Linked DNA regions of Ovis aries: region 2 is linked to region 1. A link is a contact called in public Hi-C data. All regions are on one chromosome and are shown on one strand. The core of a region is the stretch at or near the end of the contact, and the rest is flanking DNA. Distances in the headings are between cores, read along the strand shown.

Region 1 (6,067 bases), core at 1,366-3,865:
TAAATAATTATCTCCGTGGGTTGAACAAAAAAAACCCACAAAACAGCACATAACACCCCTCAGTCGTCTGTCGGAGGTGAGGCTTAAATGTATAGTTAACACATGCGCTTTTGTTTCTGATTCAGTGCCCTGATACAGAGAAGGCAGGAACTATTCATACTTCCAGGGGCTAAATGACTAGTTCTTTGGATATGTCAGGTTTTTGTTTTCATCTCTTATTAGAATTTTTGTTTGGGGTTTTTATTTTGAGCCAAGGGCAAGAATGGAGAGGAACATCGAGGTTCCCAGCGTGAATGAGACGAGAACCGGCTGTGTGGTGTCATCTCGGGGATGAGAAGGGGACAGGCCCCGGGGGTTTCCCAGTGCAGGTCATGGGGAGGCAGGAAGGTTCGTGAATGTGCTTGGGCCAGGAAGGGAGGCCGGCAGCAGAGCTTTGGACACACTGATTTTTTTTTTTTTTTAAAGAGTATTTAATCTGTCTGTGAGCTTCCCAGTTGGCACAGTGGTAAAGAATCCTCCCGCCAACGCAGGAGACACAGAGACACGGTTGGATCCCTGGGTCGGGAAGGTCCTCTGGAGGAGGGCACGGCAACCCACTCCAGTATTCTTGCCTGGAGAATCCCATGGACAGAGGAGCCTAGTGGGCTACAGTTGGGATCGCAAAGAGTCAGCCATGACTGAGTGACTGAGCATACTCGCAACCTGTTTGTAGGACGTATGGCGACCCTAAAAAATCATTCCAGCACACATTCGGTGCAGACAAATACTGTGATTCCACTTATACAAGGTACCCCAAACAGTCAAACTCACAGAGTCAGAAAGTACCCTGGCGGGCGCCAGGGACAAATACAGGCTGGGGCGAGAGTGGACAGTTGGTGTTTCATAGGGACAGAGTCCAGTCTCAGAAGGTGAGACATTCAGGAGATGGGCGATGGCGAGATTTGTGCAACAGTGTGAGTGTACTCAGGGCCCTGAATTATAGACTTAAATGCGGTTCAAAGAGCATGTTTCCTATTATGTGACTTTTACCACCCTTAAAAAAGTTAAATTCAAAAAAAAAAGAGTAGATATAAGCGCCCATAATGAGTGTGCAGGGCTGCACACGAAGGCTTTGGGGCGGATCACAGCAGGCGCAGGGTGGGGAGCACGTGGGGACTCAGACCGAAGCCGCGGGCGGCGGATGTCGCTTCAGCCGTTGATTGGACGGCGGCGGCTCCGCGGTCAGGAGACGGGGAGGGCCGCCGGGGGAGCTTTTCTGCTCTGGAGTCGCCCTTGGTCACTGCCCCTCTTGCCCACCCAGGACAGGCATGTGGAATGTAAAAGCGTGGCTGGAAATGGAGGTGTTTACCGGGACCGAGGGCATCACTGCAGAGTCCTGTCCCAACCCGGAGGGCTGCGCAGACGCTGGCGGGGAGAGGCCTGCAAACGCAGAGGCAGGTTCCGTGGTGAAGATGGAAAAGCAAATCTTGTCTCCTGCTTTAGACAAGCTTAGAAAACACGGAGCCGTTCGACGGTGACAGGGAAGACCCTTCATGGAAACCTTGGGCTCCGTGTCAATCGCCTTGTCGTAGGCGATTTACCCCTCCTTAAAGGCCCCCTTTGAAAAACAAAAGACCCCCCTTGGTCTTGGTTTGCTACTAAGCCTAGTCCTTCATGGGAAAAGAAGAAGAAAAAAAACCACAGATTTTTGTGCTTTCTTCCCCTTTGTTGGCAAAGCCGTCTTGTTCCGGTTTGAATCTTCTGAAAGTGCAAATTGGTGACTGTGGGTGCCCACCCAGATGCTCTTTATCTGGGTCCACGCACCTCTCCCCTAACTGCTGAGGCCACCCAAGCGCTGTCTTACTTCAGGGGTGACCCCCTCCCAGAACCACGCTGCCCCTGCCAGCACCAGCCTGGCCAACCGCCACCCCAGGCCCGCCACCCCAGGGCCGCCACCCCGGGCCGTCACCCCAGGCCCGTCACCCCAGGGCCGTCACCCCGGGCCGTCACCCCAGGACGGGCCAGCTCCGTCCCACAGTGTGTGTTCCAGCGTGTCCTTCACACTCATGAGCTCAAGTCCCGGTACTTCCTTGGAGAGCCTTGTGCAGGGCTTCATGGTGGCCTGGACCAAACAGCGCAGCCTCCTGGCTAGAAGCCCGCAGTCAGGAAAGGAAGCCCGATTCTCCCGTGAGTAAGCAAGCTGATCACGGTTCACTCCAGCTGGGTAGGGATGTTAGTATCTGTGTGACCAGCTGGCCCCAACGTGCAGCTTTGTGGGAGAAAGGTCCCGGGAGCCAAGTGAAGAGACTCACACCGGAACAGCAGTGTTCAAGAAAAGGCTTGTTACTGAAGCCAGAGCTTAAGGCAGTGAGCACAACTTTGATTTATAACAAGAGCTATTTGTACATAATTACTAAAATATTGATTGCACATTCAGCAGTGCGCCTAAATTAAAGACAAGCCAAATCCGGTAACAGCGCCAAAAGAATTTCATTGCAGTCGCCATTTAGCCCTTTCCTGCAATAATCTGGCGTTTTGTAGAGGACATTTCAATATATTGAGCGTTACCTTTGATGATTGTGCCTCCTCCTCATGCGTATGGAGCTCCTGGTTGAAGGCATGAAACAGTCAACAGGACACAAAGGCGGATCTGTAAATACAGGCTGAGACGGGAGCAGGGGTCAGGGTGCAAATAAATCAGACCGAAATGGTCAGGAAAACGTCAGAGGTGAAGGACTAGGGGGAGGAGAGGATTACAGACACACGAGAAGGCATGCCAGACGAACTGGGAGGGAAAGAGCTTGAGGGTCACTTGCCAGCTGCGTGTTACAGGCAAATTCAAATTCAAATTCTTAAGCACTAACTGCAGATACGCTCTCAGATGTGAGCACCACCTGGCCTCATCCCTGACTTTCCCACAAGGTCCCAGGACCTGCCCTTGGGCCCTCACCCCATCTTGTCACCCACCCAGGCCTCTTTTCCAGGAGGTCAAGTTTGTCCCCCCCGCCCATGGCCTCTGAGCCACCATTCCCAGTATTTTCTTTCCCTGGCCTGCTTGTCTCCCCAGTATTTTTACGGGTGGGGCTTCCCGGGTGGCTCAGTGGTAAAGAATCCTCCTGCCAATGCAGGAGACGTGGGCTTGATCCCTGGGTCGGGAAGGTCCCCTGGAGAAGGGAATGGCAGCCCACTCCAGCATTGTTGCCTGGAGAGTCCCATGGACGGAGGAGCCTGGGGGGCAGCATATGGTCCAGGGCTGGCAGCACCGGACGCGACTGAGCAGCGCCGGCCTTGTCCGTGTGGGCGGACCCTGCGCCTCTTTCACACCTTTACCCAAACGCCGTTCTCTCAGCCAGGACGTTTCTGTCCTTCCTGTTTAAAATACAGCTCTGCCCACGTGGCATTCTCTGTTCTTTTCCCAGACTCAGGGTTTCTAAAGCGTTTTACTTGTTGTCTACTTTGTAACCTCTGTATGGGCAAGGACCTCTCTCTGTTGTGTTCACTGCTATACTCCCCTGACCTAAAACAGTAAAGACTTGCGGTAAATATTCAGTACATATTTAAGGATTAGATAAAAAACGATCTCATCAGCTATACTGATTTTCCCTTTTCCGCACTGAGGCGTGTTTTGTTAGCTTTTATAATTGTTCAAGTTGGCTTCTTCCTCCCGTAGCCTTCCTGGCTCTTCTATGATCTTATATTGCCCACTTATTTTGCGATTCCTTTGTCCAGCCTTTACATATGGGCCAAATCATCACTTATGTTTCTGTGTCTGATTAATCTCATGAGCAGAAGGAAGGGAGGTTAATTCTGTGCTGATTCTCTCATGGTGGCTGTTTCCTTGTAGTTTTCACAGTGTTTGATTCTGAGCTCATTGATCAATTTCTGGGGTCCTCCTGAGAGCCTAAGATGTGGATGCTTTTATCCAGAGAGGACTCAAGGCTGCCTCTCCTCAGGGCCAGAGGCACCAGCCCAGACCAACTGGAGGATTTCTATTTCCCCTCCCCTTCCCCTCTCACTGGCCTCAGCTTAGACCGGTCACGACAGAGCTGACCCCGGCACCCAAACTCAAGACAGCTTTGCCCTTCGTGACAGCTTTGCCCCTAGTGTCCCCACCCTGGGGTCACCTCACTCCCTACCCCCAACTTAGCAAGAGCCCAGTAGAGTGGTAAAAAGTCTGGAGACTTCCTCGTGGTCCAGTGGTTAAGACTCTGCACTTCCAAGGTAGGGGGCACAGGTTTGATCCCTGGCCGGGGAAGTAACATCCTGCCAGTCTTGACCTAAAGATGAAAGCCAGTCTGCTGTCTACAGGAGTCAGCTGTTGGCGAGGTGCTAGGCCACCTCCCGCGTGTCCCCCTCCCACACTCCATTCCACTGTGGCCTCGAGCTGCGGGGGTGGCGAGGACACCATCTCACGCCCCGCGGTTACCTCTCAGCACAGTGCTGGGTGAAGAGCAGCTGTCTGAGGTATAACTCCCGCTTTACTGGCTCCTGTTTAAGCATGGGATCTGGTGAACAAGCACGCTGCCCTTGTGCCCCTTCACATCCATCCTCTGGTTCCACCTGGCCTTGTTCAGTCGCTCAGTCGTGTCCAGCTCTCTGCCAGGCTCCTCTGTCCATGGGATTTCCAGGTAAGAATGCTGGAGACAGTTGCCATTTCCTCCTCCAGGGCTCTTCCTGCCCTGGAATTGGACTGGTATCTCCTGCATTGCAGGCAGGTTCTTTACCGCTGAGCCACCGGGAAGCCCACTGCCAGTTTACACAGCCCAAACCTCAGCACACTTGAGGCCCTTTACAAGATTAAGAAGGAACATTGTCTTTAAAGGAGCTGGCAATGCTAGGAGGGTGTTGTGCTGCTCTTTCTGGCTGAGCGGGAGCTCCTGCTGACGGGGAGGTCTGGTCGAATTACAGTCCAGGTACAGGACTCACGATGGGCGTAGAGAGGAGACCAAAGGGCAGAGAAGAGTTTTGTATTCAAGTTTCTCTTATGTTGACATGAAATACAAATGTTATTTCATATAATAAAACTACACATATACAATTAGTGTTTATACTATATATGATGTATTGTTTAGTAGCTAAGCTGTGTCTGACTCTTGGTGACCCCATGAACTGTAGCCCACCAGGCTCCTCTGTGCATGGAATTTCCCAGGGAAGAACCCTGGGGTGGGCCACCATTCCCTCCTCCAGGGGTCTTCCCCACCCAGGGATTGGCAGGCAAGTGGCCCGGCCTTCCCTAGTTATTTGGGCCTGAATTATTCCAGAGCTTCCTGCCCGCTTGCAGAGAGGAATGTGGTGCGGGCCTGTTGCGGGTGCGGTCTGGGGAGTCGAGCGGGAGCCCGGATCCGATGGTGCAGGAATTCGTTGGGGCTTGGCTCTCTGCCTGCGGGCGCAGGGCCATCTGGACCGCATCAGGGCCCTGGGGACAGCTCCGGTCCTCAGCAGGGCGTCTCCACTCTGGCCCACGGGGCAGACAGGGGAACTTCCCGGGAGACGGCGGCTGCGAGTCCTAAATCGCTTCACAGGGAAGGACAGCGCGCCCCGCAGTCATGCCTCTCAGCCCAGCCCTGCCTGCCCTGTGTCAGAGCTTCCAGAAGGAGGGCTGCCCAGAAGCCCCCAGTGCCCCCCGCAGCCTGCTCCGCGGGCTCTGCAGGTCTGAGCGCGTCCCGGCCGTCACTCACCCGCTCTCACTGCTCCTGACCAGACCAGCGCAGCCTCCTGCAGCCCGCCTTTCACCGCTGGACTGGAGACAGAGCCCAGGGAGGTCCTCTGATGCTCCGGCGGCCTCTAACTCAGTTAACAGATTCGCTCAGGGCATTAGATACGCTCTGAAAGAATTCAGGCCGCGGGGAGGGGAGGGTCCATGACCATCCTCAGTCAAATGGAGCAGACCATTGACGGATCCTCGCTTCTGTTGCATCACGACCCGCAAGCGGCATCAGGGACGTGACGCTGGGGAAACGGCCCAGAGGCAGAATGTGAAGCGCGGTTCAACTCCGGGCTGAAAAGAAAAGTTCAAATCAAACTACACTGCAAGTCTGCCGCGTGCTATCAAAGCACTGGGCGGGGAGGCTGTGCAGAGGAGGTGGCC
Region 2 (6,067 bases), core at 1,127-3,626, 65 kb after region 1:
TGACAGGTGGATTCTTAACCACTGGACCCCCAGGGGAGTCCCTAGGACATCACTCTTCACTGAACATGTATTCTCACTATAGGGTGGAAAAAAAAAAACCACTGCGGCCCGGTCTAATGAGCGGCTGTATGGAGAGAGCGAGCTCCGAAACAATGTACTGGGGCGTAAGCAGCCAACTGCCCAGCCAATGGATGATAACCAGAATCATTAAAGCACAGTGCGTGTCGCTGCATTTTCTAACATGGGCCAAAGACGGAAGAACAAAAGTAATCATTACTGATTGTAAATCTGAACTCAGACCCAAATTTATGGATCAAGTATTACGGAGAGTTCATACCAAATGGCTTCTTGTTGCCAAGGAAAATGTAAAGACCATATGCCTGGATCACATGTAAAAATCATCTCCAAGGATCTAGACAGGTGACTCACTATGGACCTGTGAATATCTAGCAAGGTTACTATTGGTTGCCTAAAGTATGTCACCATAAGCTTCACAAATGATAAGACAGAAAATTCCAAGACACTTGAAGTTGACAGCAAAGGGGCAAGGATTGTAATAATAAATGTTCCTGCAAAGTTTTCTCCTGATCATTTTAGATGACACCTAAAGAACACAAGGAAATAGCAAAGTACAGGAAGAATGGCTTTTATATATTTGACATATCTCAAGTGTGTTGACGACTGAGCGACTTCACTTTCATTTTTTACTTTCATGCATTGGAGAAGGAAATGGCAACCTACTCCAGTGTTCTTGCCTGGACAATCCCAGGGACGGGGGAGCCTGGTGGGCTGCCGTCTATGGGGTCGCACAGAGTCGGACACGACTGAAGCGACTTAGCAGCAGTAGCAGCAAGTGTGTTGAAAACAACTGTTTCCCCATTTTATCGCTGAAGCAGATTCAGGCTTCAGTTCAACCTTTTATTGAAATATAAATTAGCTTCTTAGGGCATAAAATTGTAAAGAGGGCTCAGCATATGCTCTACCAACAGATGTTCAAATATTTTCAGGAAGAGTTTCGGAAAAAGTGATTCTTTTTTTTAACATCCTGCCACTACACAGCTGTAGTAGGACTTTCTAATTTAAAACCTGAAGGTTTGTTTTTTTTTAGTCCCACCTTTTAAAAATTAACCTTCAAAAGATCCAGCTGGGTGTTAAATTATAGACTTAAATTTTTTTTTTAAAGCAACAGTGAGAAGGACAAAGGTCTTCCAACGTTAAAAACGTAACAAAAACTTTAAAAAAAAAGTCAGTTCCTCAAATCACAGAGAATTCACAGGGGCACAGGAATTCAAAATTCTAGCGTAAAGGCACAGAAACGTCATGTAGCTAATAGGACAGGCCCCCGAAGATGGTGGCTCCGCGGGGCTTTGGTAACTGTCGCGGCAATAATTCCCGAAGACCGTTACAGACCGTTGGCCCCGGGGCCGCGGGGCTGCCCGCGTCGGGAGGGCCCTGCGCCCGGGGCCGCCCTCCTCGTGGGCGCCCGCCCGCTGCGCAGACCGGACACGGGGCGGCGGAGCCGCGGCGGCAGGGCCCGCGAGCCGACCTCCTGACACCCGCGGAGGTCGGGCCGGCGCGCCCCCTCCGGAGGGAGCCCGGCTCCAGGACGCGTCCCGCGCGGCCGCGACGGGAGCCGGGCGGCGCCAGGGGCGGCGGCCTGACCGGGGCGGCGGCACGGCGTCGGGAGTCAGAAACCGCGCCGGAGCCCGGAGAAGGTGCGGCTCCCTGACGGCCCCCGCGCCGTGGGCCGAGAGCGCCTCTCGCACGCGGGCAGCCCCGCGCGGTAGCTCCTCGCCCGGCCCGGAGCCCGGCTCACCGCCAGACGCCGGGACCGCGCGGGAGCCGCCGGCAGGGAAGGCGGCCGCAGGGCGGTTGGGCGTGGCCTCCCGGAGGGGGCGTGCCCCGGGGGCGGGGAGACTCGCGCAACCAGCCGTTCCGGCTGCTGATTGGCTGAGGTGCCTGCGCGGAGCCCGCAAGCGTCTCCGCCCGCCCGGCCGCTCCTCCTCTTGTCGCCACCGCCCCGTCCCCACCGGCTTGCGAGGGGACCGCTCAGGCGCCGCCGGCCCGGCCCTGCGCGGAAGACCAGAGAGCGGGAGGCGGACGGACGGAGGACACGCTCGCTAGCTCGCTCCCGACCTCGCCCGGGCTCCCAGAGGCGGCGCGGAGCCCGGGAGGGAGGAGCCGCTGCGGGCACGCCCCGCCCCCCGGCCGGGGAAGACACCGCCCGCGGCCGCCCGCGCCGGCCGAGACCCGCCCCCGGCCCGGCCCGGCCCGGCCCGGCCCCGGCGGCATGGAGGGGCCCTGCTCCTGACGGCCGCCCGCCGCCGCTGCCGCGGCCCCCGCCCCGCCCCCGGCCCCGCCCTCCTGCCCCCGCTCGCATGTCCGCGCCGCCGTAGCCGAGGATGCTGAGGATGAAGCTGCCGCTGAAGCCGACGCACCCCGCGGAGCCGCCGCCCGAGGCTGAGGAGCCAGAGGCAGACGCGCGGCCGGGCGCGAAGGCGCCTCCGCGCCGCCGCCGCGACTGCCGCCCCCCGCCGCCGCCGCCGCCGCCGCCGCCTTCAGGCGCGCCGCGGGGCCCCCCGCTGCCGCCGCCGCCGCCGCCGCCGCCGCCGTCTCGGGGGCTCGGGCCGCCTGTTGCTGGCGGGGCGGCGGCGGGGGTGGGCATGCCGGGCGGTGGCGCGGGGCCCGCGGCGGCGGCGCTGCGCGAGCAGGAGCGGGTATACGAGTGGTTCGGGATGGTGCTGGGCTCGGCGCAGCGTCTGGAGTTCATGTGCGGGCTGCTGGACCTGTGCAACCCGCTGGAGCTGCGCTTCCTCGGCTCGTGCCTGGAGGACCTGGCGCGCAAGGACTACCACTACCTGCGGGACTCGGAGGCCAAGGCCAACGGTCTCTCGGACCCGGGCCCGCTGGCCGATTTCCGAGAGCCCGCCGTGCGCTCGCGCCTCATCGTCTACCTGGCGCTGCTGGGCTCGGAGAACCGCGAGGCCGCCGGCCGCCTGCACCGCCTCCTGCCCCAGGTGGACGCGGTGCTCCGGAGCCTGCGCGCGGCCCGGGGCGAGGGCTCGCGGGGCGGCGCGGAGAACGAGCGCGGCGAGGAGGACGGCGGCGGCGAGGAGGAGGACGCCGAGAAGGACGGCTCCGGCCCGGAAGGCGGTGGCGCCGCGCCCCGGCCGGGCGGCGGGCTCGGGCTCAGGGCCCAGGAGGAACTGCTGCTGCTCTTCACCATGGCCTCGCTGCACCCGGCCTTCTCCTTCCACCAGCGCGTCACCCTGAGGGAGCACCTGGAGAGGCTCCGCGCCGCGCTCCGCGGGGGCGCCGAGGACGTAGAGGCGGCGCCGGGCCACTTGGCCGGCGCCCGGGCCCAGGTAAGGCGCGCCGGCCTCCCCGCGCCCGCGCGGCGGTCCCCGCGGCCTCCGCGCCCGGCTCCCGGACGTCCCCCGGCCCGGCCGACCCTGACCCCGGCGCCGGGACTGATGTGCGTCCGGCCGGGCCGCTCAGCCCCGCTCCCCTCACACACATACACACACACGAGCGCCCGCCATAACAGAATGCTCTGGAAGTCTCGTCCCGCCGGGGTTGCCCCGGAAGCCCGGCGCTCAGCCCGGCCCTCGGACGCGGGCTCTCGGGACCTTTCGGCCCCGACACTTGGTCGGGGCTGCGGAGCCCGGGCCGGCCGCCGCCCCGCCGCCTGGCGCTCCGCCCGCGCGTCCCGAGGCCCCGCTCGCCCCCCGGGGGCGGCGGCCCCAGGCGCGCTCCCGGCGCGCTCCGCGGTGGCCTGAGGTACAGCGCGTCGCGGGCTCTTAGACTCCTGCCCTGAGCTTGATGCTCTCAGGAAAAGTCAGAGGTGCGAAGCGACTCAAATCAGTTAGGTCGTCGGGCAGGTTGTCTGGGTAGGGAAACGTCCCCGCGGGCGGTTCTGGTGCCCTTCACCCCCGGCTAGTCCGGCTTCTAACGGGTTTGAGTCGTGTCTACACGTTTGGGTCCGGGGATGTTTGTGGGGCCTTTACTGGAAGCATAAATGGTTTCTAAAAAGTTACTGAAAGCCAAAATGTAGTAGATAAGATTAAAAGTAAGTCCCTTGTCGCAAACATGAGATAAAATTTTATAAGGCCACGAAAGCAATTTAATAACCTAGGCCCAATATAAAGCCCTTGAGTGTGACCATTTAATGGAGCAAATAGCTTTCATTTAAAGACTGTACAGTAAGTTTATTTTCGTGGTTCACGATTATTTAAAAAGCATTTATTTGGATGCCATGTTTTTCAGTTTAGGAGATCTCCAGGATGATATATTGGAAAGCGAGATTTTTTTCACTCCTTGCTTGAAAGTTTTCAGCTTATATATCTGCTGTCATTCAGACTAAAACTGGGCATTATATCTCTGCAATGGCTGTGTGGACTCAATAGACATAGACTCAAAGGAACCTGGGAGCTGGAAAGGATTTAGTGATAATCTAGGCTGAGCCCCTCCTTTTAAAAAGGAGGCTTCAGTGAAGTGACTAACCCACTTTAGGACATACTTCATCAAACTGGGACGTAGTAATGCTAGTATCCAGAATTTTGGCGAGCATGAAATATTACAGTGTCTATTTACATAGCATGCAGCTGTGTATACTGCACTCTTCAGCCTGCTTAATACTTCCAAAAAAATCCTTTGTGCCCATCAAGTTTAGAGAAGCAAGCCTGAACTCCAAAGCAGTAAGTGCTTACATATCTTACCCCCCCAAAATCCCTGTATATATTGTAAAGATAACTTAGCGTGTAGATATGAAAATGTCTCATAGTGGAGCAGTTTATATTATTCCATTCTTATCATTCCAACAAGGGTAGCCGACTTCTGGTTTTACCTGCAGTGTTGTTTTTCTCCTCTTTCAAATTTTGCTTATACTGCGAGTGTGGTAAGGGGAGAGATGCGTTCAGAGCACAGCAGTGCAATCTTTCTGTTGACCGCGGCGCGTGGCCTTCCTGGCCACCAGTGAGTGCCGGGAAGAGTGGACAGTGAGGCTGGGCACGCTGCCGCGAGTGTGAGCGCATCGTCCCTTCTCGGACGGTGCCGGGGTCGTGGCCGTCCGCGGGAGCGGGGGTGGATGACGGGGCGCACGCCTGCAGGCGACACTGAACGCCGTTTGTGGACGTCGGCGGCCTGTTTCCTCCCCCGTGGTTGGGGGCTGCCGTGACGGATCACCCCGTCTTACTCAGCTGTTGCTGCCCCGCACTCGGCTCGTCAGCGGGACTCCGAGCCCCTCAGGCGTGGCCGCTTCTGGCCCCGAGGACGTGCCCGCGGGTCTTCCTGCTGCCAGGCTGCCCCGAGAGGCGGCTCGCGGGGGTCTCCACACTTCAGCCCCGCCGCTCGCGGTCTTGGCCGCCCTGGCCTGAGGAGGGAGGGCCCACCCCGCAGTCCGCAGGGAGGCGCCGGGGCTCGCGCCTGAGGGCCGCGCGGGCACGCGCCGCCGAGGGCCGGCGGCGGGGGGGCGGGCGGGGGGCGTCCGCGGGGCCCCGCCCTCCCCCGCCCTGCAAGATGGCGGCCGCGCGCCGCCCACGTGACGGGCGCTGGCCCCGCCCCCGGAGGTGCGCTGCGCCGCCGTGCGGGGGCGCGGGGGGGTTCCCTTTGGGGTCCGCTGGGCGAGGCGGGGACCGGGGTCGCCCGAGAGCCGTGGGGAGGGTTTGCTCTGGGACTGGCAGAGGCGGGTATCGTGGCAGCCTTCTTTTGCCCGGAAGTAACCTTTTAGGCCGATCCTTGTAACTTTTTAATTGTCCAGGAATAATTCTATTTCTCTGCTTTCTTAAATGTCATACATACTATCAATAAATGGATGAAGTAGAACTAATTTTCTTTTAATTTTCTCTTAGAGCATGCTAGCCCAGAATAGTGTTCCTGGCTCTTTTAGGGTTTGTATCCAATTCATAATATGCTGCAGTTTCTCGTTAAAATTTTAAAAACTAAAGACATTTGTCGGTAGAACTTGTATTTCAGTGCGAATTTTAATTCTGGTCGTATGCTTTCAAGCTGACCCAGTCTCAGCAACTGTTGGTTTAGTGGCATAAGGTGGTCACGATGTCAATAAAAG

Evidence for each region. A called contact is a pair of places that touch in the nucleus more often than the background predicts.
Region 2: a Hi-C map of tail adipose tissue shows a contact between it and region 1, with 1.9 times the contacts expected there. The contact joins the promoter of ZCCHC2 here to the enhancer-like site in region 1. A contact is called at or near these places in 4 of 16 Hi-C or Micro-C datasets (liver, mixed tissues, retroperitoneal adipose tissue and 1 more).

Annotation. Positions count from the first base shown.
Region 1 is chr23:61,145,441-61,151,507 of ARS-UI_Ramb_v3.0, forward strand. No RefSeq gene overlaps it. Among named protein-coding and RNA genes, the nearest start is that of ZCCHC2, 64 kb to the right of the region's middle. Within about 2 kb of position 2,616, at least 3 of the 54 cell types and tissues checked have an H3K27ac peak or open chromatin away from gene starts, as enhancers often do. A contact at or near this core is called in liver, where this site is marked.
Region 2 is chr23:61,210,215-61,216,281 of ARS-UI_Ramb_v3.0, forward strand. ZCCHC2 (zinc finger CCHC-type containing 2) reads left to right here and starts at 2,377. Exons shown (of 14, transcript XM_027960853.2): 1 at 2,377-3,365. The coding sequence starts at 2,403.